Linked DNA regions of Cricetulus griseus: region 1 is linked to region 2. A link is a contact called in public Micro-C data. All regions are on one chromosome and are shown on one strand. The core of a region is the stretch at or near the end of the contact, and the rest is flanking DNA. Distances in the headings are between cores, read along the strand shown.

Region 1 (4,159 bases), core at 246-2,745, 370 kb before region 2:
AATGTGACAAAAAATTAAAAGAAAAAAAGGCTACATAAATTAGGTGAACTTTAACAAAATGATGCAAAAACCTACAGGGTAATCAAAAGTAAAATTGCTTATTTCTAGATTTTCTTCAAATGCCTTTGTGCTTTTGCACACAGGCAAGGGGGGCCATGCATTAACTGGTGCCCTATGTGTGCAACTTGCTCTGTCTACTGGACTGTATGGCAGTGTGTGATAACCGAAGTTTTGGCCAGTTAAGACAGAACCGTCAGCTCCCTCTGGGCATGATTTGTGTGTGTATATAGAGGCCAAAGGCTGACATGGGGTTTCCTGCTCTACCATGCTTTGCATTCTTCCCTGAGACCCCAGTGAGTTCTTAACTCTGCCCACACCAGTGCTAGTGTGGCAAGTGTGACCGTGCCTGGCTTTTCTCCCTGAGGTTGTTGGGATCTGAACTTAGGACCTCATGCTTGCATGGGTGCTTTTACCCACTAATCCACATACCCAGCCCAACTTCTGAGTATTATTTGAATTATACTTCCTGTTGGTGTTTGGTGAAGGGAAACAATCCTCGGATGAGCTTGTCATTATCCAGTGGCACCCCAGAGCCTGCTTGGCAAAAGGGTATCTTTGGCAAGAGGCTGGGTACAGTCCCTCCAGAGAGAGGACCCTCAGTTAGAAGAAGGAGTCATAAATCCAAAAGCACATTTACAGGCAGGATAAATGTAGGTAAGGAAACCTCCTATGGATAGAAAGAAACTTCACAGACCCAGTCATTCTGTGAAGAACACCTGAGAAATTGCCAGCACAGCAGTCTCTTGTCTGCACCACCCAAGGCCTTTGAGGACCCTGAGATCTGTTTTGACAAATTTTATCAAACAGTCACAGTCAGGGTCAGTTTACGTCCTAGGAGATTTTCCATATTAATAATCCCAGGCCAAAGGAAAGATATTGTCTTCATTCACAACTCAGCCTTATGTGGTTGGTCAATAATAGATTTCTCCCCCCCCCCCCCCCGCATGGGGCTTTTGTGTTTTTACAATTTTTAAATATTGCTGAAATATTTGAAATTAGGGCCTGCTTCATAAAAGGTCCCGAGTTCAAATTTCAGCAGAGAAGAGTACTTTGTAGCTCACCCTGATCCTGCTAACTCTGCTCAGCTTGCAGGCTACAGCAGGGTTGTCACTATCCTGTGCATTAAATAGACTTTCTTTTCCCTTCTCTAAAATTACATATAACAAGAGTGAGCAAAAAGACTTGGCTTGGTTGACTTCAGCTGGGTCCTCCGGATTCCTTAATCTGGGCTTCACTTCAGGTTCTACAGCCTGAGTATGACAGATTGAGTGTTAGCCTAGCCAAAACCACGGCTTGTGGCGGGGGAGGCAATTCCCCAACATGTCCTGCAGGTGGCACCAGAACAACACGGAAGGTGACCTCCCCATTCCAGCCCTCTCAGGGAAGGACAGTGTGTGTGGGGGGGGGGGGGGGGGAGGAGCAGAGCCGGACTAGGGCGAGTGAGGCGGGCAGGGGCGGGACCTAGACCAGGCCGGTGTAACTGTTCACCCCTAGGCTGGGTGAATTCCTGGTTGCACAAAGCGGACTGTCAGTCTCAGTCTACCCATTCAAAAAGCTGGGTCCTTTGGCCAGTTTCATCTGTGGAGGACGTTGATGTGGTTAGCACCCAAATCTACGCATTTCCGAGAGTGGAAAGGGGCACTAAAGAATTAGAGGACAAGAGGTGTAAACTTACTTGTCCCTGACGAACCGGAATGCATGTTCACCGACCCTCTGGTCACCTTTTCTTCTGTTTCCACCTTTCCTTTCGTTTAGTTTCCCCATTACAAACATCTAACCGTTCTGTCCTAGGCGTCCCCCTGTCTTCGAAGATGATATCGTATGGTGGGCATCACCCCTGCAGCTTCTGGTGTCTAATCACGGGCTCCCAGGACTTCAAGTAGTTTCTAGTCAGAACACCGCCTCTCCGTGGTGACCTTTACCTCAATTTCTGCCTCTTCTGGTTCTCCTTACTAAATTTATTCCTCTAATTTTGTTCTGAGTGGCCTCCTTTATCTCCGAATTTAAGTATACTGGTTTATCGAATTGCAAATAGACAAGTCCCATCCCATTAGTCCATTCAACCCCGAATTAGCATGCAATTTATCCCTTGTTTCTGAACCCTCTTCAGTTAATAGCCCACAAACATCCATCCACAGCAGAACGGGTTCAAACTTTCCTCAAGTCCAATTTTAGATGTTTTGTTGCTATCCAAGCAAGGGATTTGTCTGAAGGAGTCTTTTGTTGAAAGTCCTGTCCTAGAACTTGTTTTTATAGCTGCATTGTGCTAGTTAATGGTCTCTCTGGCATTCATACATTGCTACAAATGGCCTGGGGTTTCTGTCCTAACATAAATCTAAGCTAGAGATTGTGGGTTTATCTCAACAACAGAGTTATGAGAAGCTTCAGAAATCACTGAAACCCTTCTCTTCTAAGAAGGACCTCGGGGTCACTAGCACATGACAAGTGAGAAATAGGGCTGTAAATATATAAAATCCAAGGAGAGGTCATATTCAGAGACAAGATTTTTTTCTTTCTTCCCCCCTTTGGTGTGGGTGTTTGTTTGAAATTGAATAGTGCTAAGTAGTCCAAGAATGAACTTACCCATTGCCTTTCCTTTTCAGTAAAATGTCTCTTCTGTTACCCCAGTGTTTGTATTTCCTGAAATTCATGTTGAAACTTAATCTCTATGTGATGACATTGGGAGACAATGACATTAGTAGATGATTACATTCGTAAGAATAGGAAAGGGTAGGCAGTTTAGGGTTAGAGGTCTAAGTCAGGTCCTTGGCTGGAAGCCAGGAACAGCTAGTCCTGAATAGAGGCCAGAAATACCAGAAGGGCTCTGGTCATTGGTCTGATTCCTGATTGATTTGGGGTCTCAGCTCTTGAGGGAGGGATGTTACAGGTATCTTCAGCCTTGGAAGCCATTGATAGGCCCCACCTTGTGTTTTCCTTTTAATTCTAGAAAGGGAAGCTGTATGCAGAGGTTGCCAGGGCTACACAGAACCTAGGGCTACATAGGAAAAACCCTGCCTCAAAAAAATCAAAAATCAAAAAAAGAAAAGAAAACAAAACCAAACCAAAACAGAATAGAGCCTAAACTCTGCCCCGGCCCTGGATATGGAGACCGGGCATTTTAAGTTACTCATACATTGCACACTACTCTCTCCCTTTAAGAGTTAATTCACCTGGCCCTGTCAATCATCTGGCCAAGAGCACCCCCTCCCCCAAAGGGAAGCTAATTCACCTAAAAACATCTTAAGAGCATTAGAGGACTAATTATCTCCTCAGTGAGCTCATGCACTCATCCTCCCCAGAACACTAGGATCCAATAGTTTCTGCTAGTCTCTAAAGGCAGCAGGCACACATGGAATACACACACACACACACACACACACACATACACACACACACACACACACACACACACACACACACACACACCTGCCACCAGTGTGGTTGCCTGCCGAGCATCTATCACACAGCACTGAGTTCTCAGAAAATCATAACTTTTCCCTTTCTCCATTGTATACTGGCCAAAATCCTAAGTTGACTCTCCCTGACCCTGGACTTCTCCGAAGCTCCCCACCCTCCTGCCATGTGGCTGCTCAACTAGCTTTCAGCTGCTTGCTGACCTCCATCACGGAACCTGTTTGTTCTCTTGGGCCATACCTTAAGTAGCTCCATCTCTCCCTCATCTCCATCTCCCTCCTGCTGGCAGCAGGCAGGATTTCTAGCTAGCTATCCTGGTGTTTTCTCTCAAATTCTAATAAAAAATACCAGAAAGCTTCTGATTCCATGTCTAAATGCTCTTATCAAATAGGCTGAGAGCCCCAAGGGGGAACCCCCTATTTGGTAACAAAATTATGAGGCTGAATGCTCATAAGTGATATAAACTTCAGTTATATAGAGAGTTTATGCAGGTCCAGAAGCTAATACCTTACCTTGGATTAGCTTTAGCCTCATGAATAGCTGCTCTCCTTGCCCACTTCTGTGTCAGAACTAACACCCTGTCACTAATAATAGATAAACCTTTTGGAATCTATTAACAGGTTTTCTGCCTCACTCCCCAGCCCCGTAATAAGTTTCTCTGCCAACACAGTAAGCTAGATCAAGC
Region 2 (3,783 bases), core at 159-2,658:
GATTTTAGTTGCTTTGTTTCTCTTTTTGCATAGCACTGGTGTACAAATTCAGGGCTTTGCATATGCTAAGCAAGTACTCTACCACTGAGTTACATCCCCTAGCCCTGGACTAAATTTTTCTAAGCCTGTAACACAAGGGTGACCCCTCAGATCCTTCCTGAGGGCCAAGGAATGGGCCTGGGAGATTTGTAATTATGTTGGGCAAATTTATCTAGTTGCTTAGTAAAGTAAACTAGTTATCTAACAGTTTTTTGAAATTGCTATCACTGTATCTAACACTGGGTCCATTTTCCCTCTTGAAATTGTGGAACCAACAAACCTCAGGTATCAATTGAACACCAAAAGGGACTGATTCTGGCCAAAAATAGAGGTATTGGAAGATAAACCCTAACTTCTCCAGCTGTTGAGGGCTTAGAGGCTCTCCATACCTGGTAAAAAGGGGAGGCATAGGCTAATAATACTTGAGGAACACTCACATATTTTTCTGGGATTGGACAGAAAATGTCTCCGGGAATTTGGGTCCTGGCTCTTCTTGCTCTTTATATGGTTCTTTTCAGTCCACAGCATGCAATTGCCAACCGCCATGGAGCTAGGATGTCACTTAGCATACAGATGGAATTACAATGAAGGTAGAGTTAGTACTGCTGTCTCTGAGCCATCTCACATAGAACCAGTTTCTGCTAGCCTACCTGAAGAACTTGCAATTTATGGACACCCTCTACTCATAGAAAAACAGGACTGTAGAAATTCAGTATGTCAAGTACTCCTCTGCATTTCATTGCTTAGCGTTGTTGCTCACAACCCACTAAATTAACACTGGACTCACTCGTAGGTCTTAAATTGAGCTTAAGAACCAACACAGCCGGGTGATGACCTGTAATCTCAGTACTTGGGAGGCTGAGGCAGAACTGACAGCGGTTTAAGGCCAGTTTGAGGCTGCATAGCAAGATCTGGTCTTGAGAAGAAAGAGGAGGAAGGGAGGGGAGCGGGAAGGGAAAAGGGGGGGGGGGAAGAGGAGGTAGAAAAGGAAGAAGAAGCCGGGCATTGGTGGCACACGCTTTTAATCCCAGCACTCGGAGGCAGAGGCAGGCGGATCTCTGTGAGTTCGAGGCCAGCCTGATCTCCAGAGCGAGTGCCAGGATAGGCTCCAAAGCTACACAGAGAAACCCTGTCTCGAAAAACCAAAAAAAAAAAAAAAAAAAGAGGAGGAGGAAGAAAAAAGAAATAGCAGAAAAAGAAAAGAAAAAAATAACCCATGAGGTCATCAGAGAAACTTTCTGAAGCAGATTTGCAGTACCCACGGTACGCGGACGGGGCGTGGTTTCTCCTCTCCTCGCCCACTTTTTGCACCGCCCCCCTCCCCATCTCCGTTGCGCAAAGGCGACAGGAGGCGCTGTGCCTGCAGGGCCCGGGTTAAGAAGAGAGGCCCCGCCCCTTAAGCTCATCCGTGAGCGCCACGGTCGCGTCCCTCTGACGTCAGAGAGCTGTGCGGCGGGCTGTGCAGTGGTGAGTTGGTGTGCTGGGCAGTTGGGTATGGTGGTCGTTGGTACTGCTCCCTGCCGGGACGGGGAGACGGGTGAACAAGGGAGGCTTGGAGGCCGCGACAGCAGGTTTGTTCACGGAGGCTCCAGGGGCCCAGGGGTGACTCCGTGATTGCTTACACCGGCTAACCCGCGAGGCACGAGTCCCGCGGGCAGACAGAAGGCCCTTAGGCGGACTTCTTTTGCATCCAGATAATGTGTTGTGCATCCCGGAAATGAGGCCCGGCTCCTTTGAGGGGGAGGTAGTTTTCTTCTAGATAGAGGACTGTCTTAACACAAGTTCTCCAGTATTTAGCCACGCCATTAGGTAGCAAGCTTCACGTCAAGGCACACTTAGAAATAGAGACTGAGTTCCTTTCAAGTGCCGTATGGTATTGTGCGTTACTAACGTGCCTGAGGAACTTCCATAGAGACAGAGGTTAGTCCCTGGGAACACTGAGGAATGAGCATTGAATTCTAACTGGGAATTTTTTTCTAAAGAGAGAAGGTGGTATAAGAGGAGGCTTCTAGGTGTCTCTTAGTTCTGAAATTGCCTGTCATGAGATGTGGCTTAGCATGAGCTATAGCTTGTATTGTCCTTCTTAGGGACGCTTCCCTCAACCGCTCTAAGCCTCTCTTATCTTGCCAGGAGAATGAAACTGTTTAGAATGCCTACTGAGCAGAGTTAACGAAGGTTCAGTGAGCTAGTTCGAGTAGTATTTAAAATATGGCCTAGTGCAGTACGTTCTCAGTGGCTCAGCCTGATAGAATTGCACACCCTGTTTTGAGGGTAATTTTTTAAAAGTTGGTTCCCTGTAAATCTTCCTACTTTTAAAAGTGTTGCTTTTCCTCTGTTGTCAAATATGAGGTCCGGATTGGCAGAGAGGAGGCTGCCTCACTAAGGGCTGATGCTCAGTCAGAGTTTTCATGGCACTTGTTCAGCCAAAATGACCTTTTTTTCTAGTCTGGGCAAAGCCCTCTTCTTGAGTCACAAATTAGCCCACCTGATTAAGATCTCTTACAGCTGTTTAAAAATCATGTATCTGTTTGATTTCCTGTTCCTGAAAAACCTTTGGTGGCCTTTTTGGTTTGCCAGTTTGAGCCTGGATGCCTGAGGTGTGTGGCCTGTTCAGCTGTCTGAGAATGGAACTGAGGGAGTGGTGAACTTGGATTAGAGACACTTTGTACCCTTGTCTTTCTTAACCTCTCATTGAAATTTAGCATATAATCCCATTATGAGTGCACACAATGAACATACAACATTAAATATGACTTTGTTAATGCTTTAAAGATCATGACATTTCCATGTCAGGATTCTGTGATGGGATTTTGTTGTTGTTTGTTTTGAAACAGGGTCTTGCCACAAAGCCAGGATTAGTGCCTCTAATGTACCAGGATTATGGTATATCTGGCAGGATATACCATATATACCATATATATTCTGACATCATAGTATCTCTTAGACTCTGCCAGTTCTTATTATATAATGTGTTGATAAAGAGCCATGTGTGTTTTGAGAAAATTATTTTCCACATATAGACTATGCCTGGATCCTGTGAATTTGCTTACTCAATAATATTTATTTGTAATCTTTAAAAGACATGTGCAGGGTGTTGAATCTTTGGAGTCACTTGATGCCCAATTTTAAGTCTGCACTCTGCCCTGTTTCTGCTCTAAAGAAAGTGGGCTTTGGAGCCATGCCTTCTCATTTCTGTGTGTGTTTGATGATTAGAGATCCTGTAACCCTCTGGCATATTGTGGGAATGTTATCCCATGCTCTTATCCAGTGCAGGAAAGCTCTGATGAGTCTTAAGAGAGAAAATAAATACATTAGTCTTCATTTAGTCTGAGTTCAACATTAGTGAATTAGTAACACATAGTCATTCAAACAGAATCACACATAAAACATAGCTACATATTGAGCAGTTGACAGAAATGTGCCCAGAGGCTTTCGGTGATCTGCTTCTGGTCTCCAGAGGAATGGTTTGTTACTGCCCATTTGTAGTGACTATAGAACATAGCTGCCACAGAGAGTGACAACATACTAGGTTTCCTTTCTAATGTTGTGTATTTTATGTATTTGAAAACAATCAGAGAGAGGGTTTATAGGTTTTACAAGTCTGCTAGCAGTAGTGCACAAAATAATATAAGACCTTGGGCAGGTGGCTCAGTAAATGCACTATTGCCAAGCCTGACACCCAAGCTCATTACCCAGGAAAGAACTGATTTCCACAAATTGTCCCCTGTCCACTACAGGTGAATG

The links. A called contact is a pair of places that touch in the nucleus more often than the background predicts.
Region 1: a Micro-C map of the CHO-K1 cell line shows a contact between it and region 2, with 5 times the contacts expected there. The contact joins the enhancer-like site here to the promoter of Wdr61 in region 2. A contact is called at or near these places in 3 of 8 Hi-C or Micro-C datasets (the CHL-YN cell line and the CHO-K1 cell line).

What each region holds. Positions count from the first base shown.
Region 1 is chr4:166,717,982-166,722,140 of CriGri-PICRH-1.0, reverse strand. No RefSeq gene overlaps it. Among named protein-coding and RNA genes, the nearest start is that of Ube2q2, 35 kb to the left of the region's middle. Within about 2 kb of position 1,495, at least 1 of the 6 cell types and tissues checked has open chromatin away from gene starts, as enhancers often do. A contact at or near this core is called in the CHO-K1 cell line, where this site is marked.
Region 2 is chr4:166,352,679-166,356,461 of CriGri-PICRH-1.0, reverse strand. It overlaps Wdr61 (WD repeat-containing protein 61), which reads left to right and starts at 1,408. Exons shown (of 11, transcript XM_027415057.2): 1 at 1,408-1,506.